Linked DNA regions of Gossypium hirsutum: region 2 is linked to region 1. A link is a contact called in public Hi-C data. All regions are on one chromosome and are shown on one strand. Each heading gives the region's core, a stretch centred on a gene start, on an enhancer-like site or on the middle of the called end of the contact. The rest is flanking DNA. Distances are from core to core; before and after follow the strand shown.

Region 1 (6,387 bases), core at 1,614-4,113:
CTGAGATATAAACTCATCAGTATTAGCAAGATGAATTGTCTTAATTGCATTATCTTAAATTAATTATTTAAACAATCAATCTTGCAAACGACAAATTGCAAATTGATAACACATATGTGATTATTTTGTAAATGCATCTACTAAAATCATATAATATCAAAATTATCCACATGGTGGATGAATAGGCCCATATTCATTTCAGAAATGTAAGACATTAAATCTCAACTTTAGCTAGAGAGTTGCTAATAATTAATTTTTCATTGAGAACAAGCAACATATAAGAATTCTTTTAAATTAAAGAATCTTCTGGTTCTTTAATGAATGTCCATATGAGTTCTTAATTAATTTTCGCATCATATATAATCTAGAATGGTCTAACTGGTCACGCCAAGTAGTAAATGTATTTGTATCAGTAAACTTCTGGTTTACTTTAACATGCATTTCAATTGTACTAAATTGTAACAAATTGATAATTTTATTATCATTCTTTTTACTTTGTTTCCACATATAAGTGCTATTGTGACATTTACTATTGAAAATGTCTAAATCAATGTGAATATTATAATGTCACTAAGTCAACAAAATATATATAATTTTCAAATAATTATATCAATATTCACTTCAGGGAATATATCAAAATCTTCAAATATTTAAAAAAATTTTACAACTTCAGGTGCATCCAACCATAACAACCTTTAGATAGAATTATCGTATTTTATTGCTCATAAATAGATCTTTCACAGTCAAATAATTTGCTTCCAACCCCTTAATGGAGATGATGACAAAGGAAGATCATAAAGATTATAAAATAAATATAAATTAATAACACAGTCCTCTTTTTTTCATCCTTTCAAAATAAATATTTATAACAATAGTGATTCATATGAAATATAATATTTTCCTCATTCACAATCTCAATATAAGATCCATTATAAATATCTTTTAAAACCAATGGATTAACCATCATAAAATATTAATATATTAGCTCTTCTAAAACTTTCGTCTAATTTTGTACTATCAAATATTAAAATAATATTTGTTTGTTTTAGTGCTAAATAAGATAAATTCTTTCTATATATAATGATAGAGTTTATTACAACATTCTCATATCCTTCCTCAAAGAATATTAACAAAAATAAAATATTTTAGGCAAAAGCCATATATGTAGCAAATAATCTTTCAGATCACGCTGATAACGTGTTATAAAATAAAGAGAGATGGAGAGAATAAAGAACAAAGGAAATATGAAAGCAATAGAGAATGTCCTTTATTGATAAAAAGGGTGATTACAATGCTTCATCAGAGTCTCTATTTATAGACATAAGAAGTATAAAAGAAATAGAGATTAATTCTAATAGCTATTAGAATTTAAAGTACATTAAAAGTTTATCTTGATCATGATGGACATCCACTTAATAAGATATTCATAACAATATTTATTTATTCGTAATTTATTACTCTTCCAATTTTGTGTACAAAGTTTAAAAATCTCATATTTCTAATTATTTATTATCATAACTTAAATTATAAATATTTGCTTCAACTTAATTTGTAATTTTTCATCCGCTTGAAACAAAAACCCAATGTCACTACATTAAGTTTGGACAGGTGTTTAAAGAGATCCATTTGGGATTGTTTCTAACTATAGATATGTATTATAGATTATAAAATTAATAAAGGTAACTTTTCGTGTACCAAACAAATATTTTTAACAGATAAATTTATATATCCCATCAAAATATCAAAACAAGTTAAATTTTAAAAACAAAACGTAATAAAGGTATTAATAACTATTAAATATCAAATTAATACATATTACAGGTGTTAGGGCCCCTTGTATCTCTTGCATCCGCAAGTTCATTGGAAACAGGGTAACGATTACAAGTACCTTTAACATTCTTGGGTGTTGAACTCACAGTAAAAAATTTAAAACCCTTGTTTATGTGTTTTTGTAGCATTTTAATATTTAAACCAATTTCCACACTCAAGGTTCTTTTAAAATCCTACAAAACTAAATCTTAGACTATCTTTAAAGAAAATCTCGAAAATTTAAATAAATATTGACATCTATATATGTCAAGGTCTGTTTAGAAACCCTTACCTAACTCAATCTTTAAACAATATTCTTAAATAGGAGGTGAAAATCTCCAAAATTTAAAGTGATCTTATCATTGTATACATAGCTTATCTCACTTGTTTATTTGCACAAAAATCTAAAAATTTATCTTATATAAATATATATATATTCCATACTAACCCAAGAAATTCAAAATCCTTATAAATGTTATAATGGTTGCCTCCTTATTACAATTAGATTAAGGACATGTCGTTGGTAGCACTTTGAACAGCTTACAAACTCTTTAATTTGAGATATTCAAGGCTTCGAAATGTGATTGAGAAGAAATTTGTTGATCTAAAAAAATATTTCCGCTATTAACATCACCTTATTATAATATAAAAAAAAGGTTGTATGGTACTAACATGTTGCTTATTTCATAACTTCAATCATTAAGTGGAATTGAGATGATCCATGTGCTTCGAAAAGTACATGAAAAAAGAATATCTTGATAATATTAATGATGTAGATTAAAATTCAGATGATGATTAACTTGATCAATTACCAACAAATGATAATAATGAGCATATATTAAATATTAAAGAGTGAATAACCCAACAAATATACACTAGAATAATTAGATAAAATTGTATTAATTTTTTATTACATTCAAATTAATTGTTATTAATTGTTTATTAAATTTATTAGTGTAATATTTTAAAATAAAAAAACTCGCTTAATAGAGGAACTAAATTTCGAAAAATAAAAATATATAGATTAAATTTTAATAAGAAAAATAGTAAAATGGTTGTTGCAACGTCTCGTTTAAATACGAGTGGACTACCTTTTGAAACGGCTGCCGGAGTACGAAAAAGGCTTGTTTGTCACTGATTTTATTGAAACGAAAAGAACCAAAAACAAGCAAATGCCAGTTGTAATAACAACACCTGGCTATCGCTACTGCCACAAGGTCAACCACTGCCTCTCCGCCTCAATTTCCGCCCTCTACACCGCCAAAAAACCAATGGTCACTACCGCCAGCAGCTCCGGCACCCCCAGCAACGCAGGCGCCTTCACCACCATTAAAGAAACAGTAACATTCGAAAAAGAAATAAAAAAGAGCAAATTCATCGCCATCGCTGGTCCCATCTCTAACGAGCAGTCCGCTCACTCTTTCCTCAACCAAGTCAAGGATCCGCGTGCCACTCACAATTGTTGGGCTTACAAGGTAATCTAATATGACACCACGCTTTTCTATCATCTCATTCATCTTACCTCATAATTGACCTATCAAAAGTTTAATAGGTTGGGGATCAGTATCGGTCGAATGATGACGGCGAACCTTCTGGAACGGCGGGGAAGCCGATTCATTCTGCAATTGTTTCTTCAGGTTTAGACAGAATCATGGTGGTCGTTATTAGGTATATTTATTTACTTTTGACATATATTGCCATGATCAAAATTGAAGGGACAAATAACATGAATCTTCAAATAAATTTCAGGTATTTTGGGGGAATTAAATTGGGAACGGGAGGACTTGTTAGGGCTTATGGTGGAGTGGCCTCGGAATGCTTGAGAAATGCTCCAACTTGTCTTGTAAAATCTAAAGTAAGAATGGAAATAATCTATGTATGACAATTTTAATTTTTAAATTTTATGATTTTAATATTTGGAAATGTTGATATTTGATTGGAATTTTTGAAGGTTCCAATGGGAGTGGAGGTTCCTTTCGATCTTTTGGGAGTTCTATACCATCAAGTGAGCAATTTTTTCCCTGTTTAAATTAGTCCTTCTAAATGCCAAGTAAATTGATATTTTATGGTTAGTGTTTAGTGTCTGTTAGTTGTTTGCATATAATGTTTACAAATAAAAAGTAGAAAAATTTTATGCTTCTTTTATATAAATTTCTCTTAATGTGGTTTCTCATCCAATTATTGGCTTATCGCCGTCAGATTGTGTTGGTTATGTAATTTAGTTTCTGATCCGATTAGCATGATTGGAATGTGTGTGGTTGTAGTTTCTCATCTGATTATCACCATTAGGATGTGTATGAATAATGATTGTAACATCCTTGGATGCCGCTTGCTTGTTTCTCTAGTGACATGTCCCTTTAGTAACAAGTCAATTTTTTCATGTCTATTTGTAAGTGTTAGTTTCAGTTCATCTGAGTCATATTGTGACCTCGAATGAATCATTTTCTGGAACCAGCATGTTACAAAGTAGGTTGTAAACTAAGGATTACAGATGCTGTGATTTGGATCCCAGATTATGTGAATACCACCTCTTAAGGGTAATTGCATGAACCAACCGAGTTAAACTCTGGGTTCAAAAGAATGGTATCTCTTAATTAGGGATAAGATGATTTTAAACTATTTATTTAACTTTTGGGGATCAAAACAAGCTATATAATTCTCTCCCATTTTATGCCTTCTTTTTATTTGCTCTCAACTTTATATTTATATTTGGTTTTAGTTATGTAGAGGTGATAACTAATTAAAATTGGTGTATGTAAGTTGCATTGTTGAAATTCTTCTAATATTTTGTTACTCTCGTTGTCTTTGCCCTAGAAAGTGGACCTTCAAAATGTATCACATGGTAACCTTGTTCTTCTTTGCTGCAGTTACAATCTTTCGAAGTTGAGGACATCAAACAGGATTATGATACAGGCAAAGATGGGACCACCATGGTTTCCTTCAAGGTTGAATTCGATCGATCTGAGAAACTAGAAGAGGCTATCAAAGCCAACTGTAGTAGAGAACTCGTATTTTATAAGCATTGAAACTGACTTCACACTTCACCGAAAAGATAGATCCTGTCTACAAAATTTCCCAGCTTTGGTTCAACCGATTTAAGATTGGTATGTGCTGCAAATCTCCTTTCGGAAAATGCATTTGTTCGTTGCCTCACATGTCATACATAGTTTTCAAGTTATTGATGGTGACAATAATATCATGGGAACCCTTGTTTTATAGACTTGATTACTAAGTTTTAGTTTACATAGTGAGCTATTCATTTTTCGTAGAAATGCAACCATGAAATTGAGTAAGGGAAGCATAAAGTTTTATGTGAAGGGAGGCAGGGTGAAAGAAATAACTTTTTGGGACCAAAATAGGTCTGTATATCTTGTTCCAACTACAACTTCAGATTAGTGAAATAGATATCATGCTTAACACATGCAAGTTGGATGCTTCCAATGGCGCAGGGGTAACGGGTAAGAATCTTCCCTTTGGAGGGGGATAATAGCAGCAAATGGCTGCTAATGCCCGTAGGCCGAGGCGATGATTAGTAGCAAATGCGAGAGGATAATCAGCAAACTGGGAGTGGACTGAGACTAGTCCCATACAACTATGAGGTTGATGAAGGAATGAGAAATGGCGTAGCCAGTAAACAATGAGCCGTTTAGAAAGAAGGGGGGGGTTTGGGATATGGTTGTCCTTTGAAAAGATGCATCTCGATTAAAATTACAATTCAGTTCATAGTATTATAAAATAAAATCTCCTTTTGAGGATCCCATTGTTGAATTTATTTAATTGGATCAAAATCGAGGGAAGAATTATATCATGAATTGAATTTTTAGGATGCAAATAAAGTTTGAAGCCAGGCTAAAAAGGGACAAGATTATAAGGAAATTGGAATTGATAGATAGAAAGTACAAAAAAGAAAAATCGAAACTAGAGAGAAATATAAGTAATGGCGGTTGACAAGATCTTAAATTCTTGGTCTTTGAATTTTCGGAAGCAGGAAATCAAAGATGAGAAACGAGTCTGAATTTTGAATTTAAGATAAATTGAATTACGAATTATAAATAAAAATAGATGATCGTTGCCAAAAAAAATTACAAAAAATCTCTAGAAACATGCCATTTTGAATTTATAGACTAAGATTCTAGTAAACTATCCTAACCAATTGTAATTAAGAAGTTTTATTTACCACGTATAAAACTTCTTTAAACTAAGCTAAATACCTAGAGCTCTACTTAAACTTGTATGATTCTGTTGCTGTTGGAAATTATATTTGAATGTAAAATTCGGTACTCAAAAATTATGGATGCCTGCATAAAATTGCCACTATTATCAACTTGTGATGTGATACAAGGGGCATCAACAGTAGCACCACCTTCCAATACATTTGACTCCGCAAATCCCTACAAAGCACGTCAAATCACAGGTTTACAACAACACCCACTTTGTCCCTGCAAATCGCAACCCCCACACACACTCCAACATCAGAAAAATAAAACTAACACCCTTTGCATTCACGACTTTACATCTTTTAATACTCCCCCCTTTTCGAGCTCCCCAACTAGATCCCTTAGCGATGGAACCTTCATC
Region 2 (6,294 bases), core at 954-3,453, 140 kb before region 1:
ATGTGTTGGGAATATCTTTTATTCTTCATTATATTATTAAATTAGTTTTAGCATATAACAAACGTAATATCAATTAATTAATAGTAAATAAAATTATAGTAACATTTAATTAGATTTTTTTGAATTACGTAAGTGTTTAGCGAGAAGATGAGTTTAGTTGTTTTTGAAATAGTGCAGTTGTTTTAATCCAAATTAAACATAAATAAAATCAAATTGTAGGTATTCAAAGTTGGTTTTATTGAACTATACAACGTATTAAACCATAAATTCGTAACAATAAATTTGGTCCCAAAAACAGTTATTACTTTTAGTTATATATCAATTAAAATTAATATTTAGCATTATAAATAGCATCCATCACATAACAACTATAAACATGTGTTTAATCTGCTTTATGCTAACCAAACCTGTTTATGTCTCGTTGCTACTTGTTGCTATGAAAAGGCTGTAGCAGATGTTGAGAAAGCCATTATTAAAGCTTTAGAGAGACAATATGCTGATGTTCTAGCTCCACTGAAGGATGGCCTTGCTCCTAAGATAATTGGCAAATATGTTCAGAAATTCACCAAAGGAACTGCTGTCATCTACGTTGTTCCGGATGAGGTAAAGTTTTCTTCACGCATTTTTTCTGATTTGTCCGGTTTTTACCCCCTAACAACTAAAGAAAAATAATTATTTTTTCAGTTGGGAGTTCTTTTGAATTCCATGAAAAGGATACTTTTTGTACTGCATCCCAAGATAGAAACCAAGCTGAAGTCATGGTGTCCTTGCACTCCACCTGGTGGAAATGCAATTCCAGGAGAGCGTCTCAGTGAAATTACAGTAATGCTGAGGGCTGACTTCAGAAACCATATTCAAGCAATAGTGGAGAAACTTGCAGAGAATGTGAGTATCCTCTAGTACGCAGTGGAATCTATTATTGGTTTCATATCATGCTTTTGAGATTTCCAACGTCTGTGATTCTGGACTCGTTTTGTTTATTATGCAGTAGAATCTAGTACACAGTATTATCTCCTTGCTTTTGTTCTGAGTCTCTAATTTCCAGCTTTTCTTTTCTTCTTTCTTTTTTAAATAATTTTTTCGGATAATAGTATGAAGATTACACATTCCTAGTTTAATATTTAGATGCATTGTTAGCATCCTGGAATATGTGAATGCACAAGTATTTACATATTATATCCACTGTTTTGTTAAAGATATTCTCATGCTTCTATTTCTTTATTTTTATAGACAAAAGTTCAGACTGCTACAAAATTGAAGAAGATAATCCAAGACTCAAAGGAAACTGTTGTTGAGTCGGATGTAAGAAGTAGAATGCAGCCTTTGAAAGATCTTTTGATAAATACGATAGAGAACCTCCATTCTGTTTTTGAGCCACATGTGTTCATAACCGTCCTTCGAAATTTTTGGGACCGGATGGGACAGGTAGAACTGGCGAATATCTTCATATCCTTAATTTAAAATCATGCAAACGTATATAACATTTTTTTTCTATTTCTTACAGGATGTTCTACACTTTATGGAAAACCGAAGAGAGAACATGTCCTGGTATAAGGGCTTAAGGATTGCGATTTCGGTAAGTCTCTCCTCGACCAGTGAACATTCTGATATAAATTTGGATCCCTCGGACAAACACTTGAACTTTGTCATTTCTATATATGGTATTAACCGATTGTTCGTTAGCCTTGGTAGTTTACATGTTATTGAAAGCATTGCTAAACTGCAGGTGTTGGACGAAATCTTTGCGGCACAGATGCAGAAGTTGCTAGGGAATGCACTCCAGGAAAAAGATTTGGAGCCACCTCCATCTGTGATAGAAGTGCGGTCGATGTTTGCGAGGATTTTGTAAATTATGAGAAGTATGTATCTGCCTGTACAGATTTAGTCGAATTACACACTGCTTGGAAAGGAATGACTACCAGAAGCGATGGTTTTCAGAAATTTTGTAGAGGTCTCCATTGGAGGCCATCATTTCTTTGCCTTTTGTTTTTGTGGAAGAAATGTATGAAATTTTGGGAAGTCAGAGATTTGATATCCATTTTCCTACAGTCTTGTAACCAGCTAACTAGCAAAGGAAAACTAAGGTGGTGTTAGTTTTTTACGTCTCCTTAGGTTTTGGAATTAATCATGATAAGGCAGCCAGGAGCTAAAAGTTGAAAATGAAAGCAGTCAGGACCATATCATTCGATTCAAGCCTTACGAATCGAGGGAAAGAAGTCATTGCGGGGGACTGAATTTTTGACGACGCAAAGCCTTGGGATAAAGTTTGGTACAAGGTCCTATACCATATAAAAAATTTCTTGAACTGTTTTATCGTCTGACATGGCGTAACGGTGATTGTGGTATTAAATCAAATTAAAAAGAAATGGTGGCAGATTGTAATTAATAAAATTGAAAACAATTTAGGGGGTAAAAGCAAAATTGGTTTCTTATAATTTTTTCCTCTAAATTGTTGTTTAGCTTGATGCAGTTCCAAATGTGGAGAAATTAAAATTTCAGGTTTTCAATTCTCTAGGAATTAAGATATTCTCTAAAATAAACTTTATGATGTGATACAATATTTAAATATCAGAATTTCCAATATAAATTATTTTTATATTAAATTAAAATCCGGAATAACCTAATTTTATACCGGAAAGTTGCCAAGTTGTCATCCATGAAAAAAAGAAATTTACTTTCCTGCCGTTTGTAAGTTAGTAATGAAGTTTTTCTCAAGAGAAGTTCATAAACCCCTTTACTAATTTGGATCTCCTTCCGTAATTAAAATATACATACCAATTAGATCAATAAAATCTTAAATTAACCATTCAACCTAAGCTTTACTCTAACCTTTTTTTATATATTTTTATTTCAACATGTATCATTTATTACTTCCATCAGTTCTATATGTATACTATTATTAAGTCCCTGACACCATTTCAACTGTGAAATTACTAAAATACCCTTACCTTAAAGGGTAATTAATATTACTATAAGGGTATTTTTATCTTTTCATACATTTATATAATTTTCAAATAAAATAATTGAGAAACAATATTTGAGAATCAGACACAAAACCAACAAATTCATATAAAAAAACCTTACTACTCTACTAAGGCCCTGTTCTTCATTGCGCTTGGGAAGCTAAAAGTGCTTTTTCACCGTAGAAACAATGAAACACCTAGCTTTTGGGGTCAAAATTTGTGGTGGAAAAGTGTTTTTCCACCCAATTACAAAAGCTAAGATTTAAGTGTTTTTAATTTTTACATTTGGAAGTAAAAATTATCAAAATATCTTTATTTATATTAAATCTTAAAAGTATATAAAAAATAAGATTAATTTATATTTTATGCATCATTATTTTAAATTATTTAAATATGATTTATTATATTTAAGTTTTTAAATATTTTATGTGCCATTAATTTTACAAATGATTTATATCAATTATTTAAAAAGTCTTTAAAATTTATACTTCATGTACCACTATATTAAATTATTAAAATATTATTAAATAATTAAAAAAGAATATAGAATAATATGAAATATCTGTTACATACAATCCATTATCGCAAGATTTGGACATTTGGGTGAAAGGGATAGTGGAAGAACGAGATTCTGAATTTTGGAGGGAATTGCCACAGTTGATTAAAAGGAGTCATCAATTTTCGTTTCTAGTCCCATCATCTTTTTCTTTTAATGTTTCTATCCAATTGTTTGAGATTGGGGATTATAATGCCTTTGTGATCCGATTCTGTTGGTGCAATTATCACAGTTGGTAGGTGCTTTTTTTTAAATACAATTAATTTTTTTGGTTGGGTAGTTAAATGTTGGTGGTTTTATCCTTGAGCCTCAGATTCGATTTCCATCCCACTCATATTTATATTTTTATTTCATGTTGTTTTAAGTTTCTTCTTCTTCTTTTTTTAATGAATGTTTTTAACATATTAGCTTTCTTAATTGAATGGTTAAATAATAATGATTTCATCATTAAGATCCAGGTTTAATTTCCCTTTTCTAAACACATTTGTAATTTTTATTTCATACTACTTCAAGTTTTTTTATTTTTAATTAATAAATATTTTTTTAATTTTTTTATTTTAATTCATCTTTTTAATTAACAACTCTTTTATTTATAAAATCAAATAATAAATATGTAATTATATAATAAATATATATTTTACATATATCATTATGTTAAAAATATTTGAAATTAATAATAACTCTATATATATAATATAAACATCAACTATTTTTTTGATATATTTTTCTTTATATATAATATTTATATGTCAAATATTTATTTTCTCCACGTATATTGTGGGTATGGTGATTTCTAATATTATAAAATGAAATAATTGTTTTTTCATCTTGTGAGTATTATATTTCAAATATTTTTATATGTGAAATATTTCAATTAATTATTTGAAATACCATTATGTTTATATGTGAAATATTTTAAATACACATACAAAAATATTTACTACACTCATGATATGGATTGAAAAATAAGTATTACACATATAAAAATTATATTTACTAAAGATAATCATATTTGTAATAATTATTTGATTTTATGAATAAAATATTTATTAATTAAAAAGATGAATTAAAATTGAAAAAAAAATTATTAATTAAAAAAAACTTGAAACAATATTAAATAAAAATTAAAAATGTGTCTAGAAAAGGGGAATTGAATCTAGGTCTCAATGATGAAATCATTATCATTTAACCATTTAACTAAGGAAACTAATATGTTAAAAACATTCATTAAAAAAAGAATAAGAAGAAGAAGCTTAAAGCAACATGAAATAAAAAAATATAAATGTGAGTGGGAGAGGAATCAAACCTAGGACTCAAGGACAAAACCACCAATATTTAACCATCCAACTAAAAAAATTGATTACATTAAAAAAAGTCAAAAATTACAACTTAAAGGGAAAACGCGCCCAGCTAGACGTGCTTTCACATTCTTTCTCAAAAAATGACTTATTTCCCTAAATAAAATTTAAAACGAACTAAAATCCTAATTAAATTTCTTTTTACATATTCTTCAAATTTAGCCTTATTTATTTTTAGATGTTGATTAGCATATACATGAATGTGGTAGTTTAAATGCCCCAAATTATGATGATTCGCTTTTATTTGGAATTGTTATTTAAATATGTACTCCATGATTTTTTATGTTTTATAAAAGTTTGAGCCAATATTTTAGCATTACTCAAATAAACGAGTTCCTTGTCAAAATTACTGGATATAATCTCATTTAGTATCTTTAATGTTAAAATGCAATTTTTAAATTTAAGTGAATTTAAAAAAAAATTAAAAATACATTTTTTGTGAATTTAGGAAATGTCGATGGAGTCTTAGTTCAATTGACATGAGTATTGTCGTCAATACAAGAAGATGTGGGTTCGGGGAGGGGCTATGGATAGTCTAGGCATTGTGTTAAAAAGAGCAGATAAGATCAGGATCTGTAATGATATTTTTAAAATTAAAAATTAAAAAATAATAAATTAAAATTTTGAGTGTCAAAAATTGGCATTGATATTATTGCCCGTGCAAGAGAACGGTTCAAGTGTGGTAAATCGCATTATCCTCTTATTTAATGGTTGGGGAGGGGCTATAGGTAGTTCTAGGTATTGTATTAAATAACAATGTAACACCCCGAACCCGAGACCGTCGCCGGAGTCGAACACGAAGTGTTAACAGACTTCAAACCACTTATTAAAAATTTCCCAGACAAGCTGCCAATCTGCATACTAGTTGCTTTAAAAATCATATCTTGAGTTATGAAACTCGAAATCCAGTTCCGTAAATTTTCCCTGAAACTAGACTCATATGCCCATCTGCATATTTTTTTCTAGAATTTTTGGTTGGGCCAATTAGTACAGTTTATTAGTCAAAGTCTCCCATGTTACAGGGATCGACTACACTGACCTTTGCGCATTACGACTTGGATATCTCCCTGTACAGGGATTCAATACTGATGTCGTTTGTTTCTATAGAAACTAGACTCAAAGGGGAATCTATGCACATATGGAATGACTTCTAATTATCTCTGGTTAATTTATAATGAATTTACAAAGTCGGAACAGGGGATCCAGAAATCGCTCTGGCCCTGTTTCACAAGAGTTTAATTATCTCCTAACATACAGCTCATATGGTCGTTTCGTTTCTTCTGTATGAAAATAGACTCATCGAGCTTCGATTACATAATTTATTCATTAATTAATTCTATTCCTACTATTTTTAGTGATTTTTCAATCTCACGTCACTGCTGCTGCCAGCATCTGTTACTAAAGCAACTATGCCTAT

The links. A called contact is a pair of places that touch in the nucleus more often than the background predicts.
Region 2: a Hi-C map of leaf shows a contact between it and region 1, with 4 times the contacts expected there. The contact joins the enhancer-like site here to the promoter of LOC107913396 in region 1. A contact is called at or near these places in 12 of 34 Hi-C or Micro-C datasets (anther, callus, hypocotyl and 2 more).

What each region holds. Positions count from the first base shown.
Region 1 is chrD11:32,004,102-32,010,488 of Gossypium_hirsutum_v2.1, reverse strand. LOC107913396 (IMPACT family member in pol 5'region) reads left to right here and starts at 2,863. Exons shown (of 5, transcript XM_041104045.1): 1 at 2,863-3,284; 2 at 3,362-3,477; 3 at 3,559-3,664; 4 at 3,761-3,814; 5 at 4,677-5,581. The coding sequence starts at 2,982. The coding sequence ends at 4,835. LOC107913395 (kinesin-like protein KIN-14B) reads right to left here. Exons shown (of 24, transcript XM_041104044.1): 24 at 6,098-6,387. The coding sequence ends at 6,312.
Region 2 is chrD11:32,140,605-32,146,898 of Gossypium_hirsutum_v2.1, reverse strand. It overlaps LOC107913400, which reads left to right. Exons shown (of 23, transcript XM_016841970.2): 19 at 445-603; 20 at 685-885; 21 at 1,231-1,425; 22 at 1,505-1,576; 23 at 1,727-2,101. The coding sequence ends at 1,849. Among protein-coding and RNA genes, the nearest start is that of LOC107913400, 12 kb to the left of the region's middle. Within about 2 kb of position 2,203, at least 4 of the 9 cell types and tissues checked have an H3K27ac peak or open chromatin away from gene starts, as enhancers often do.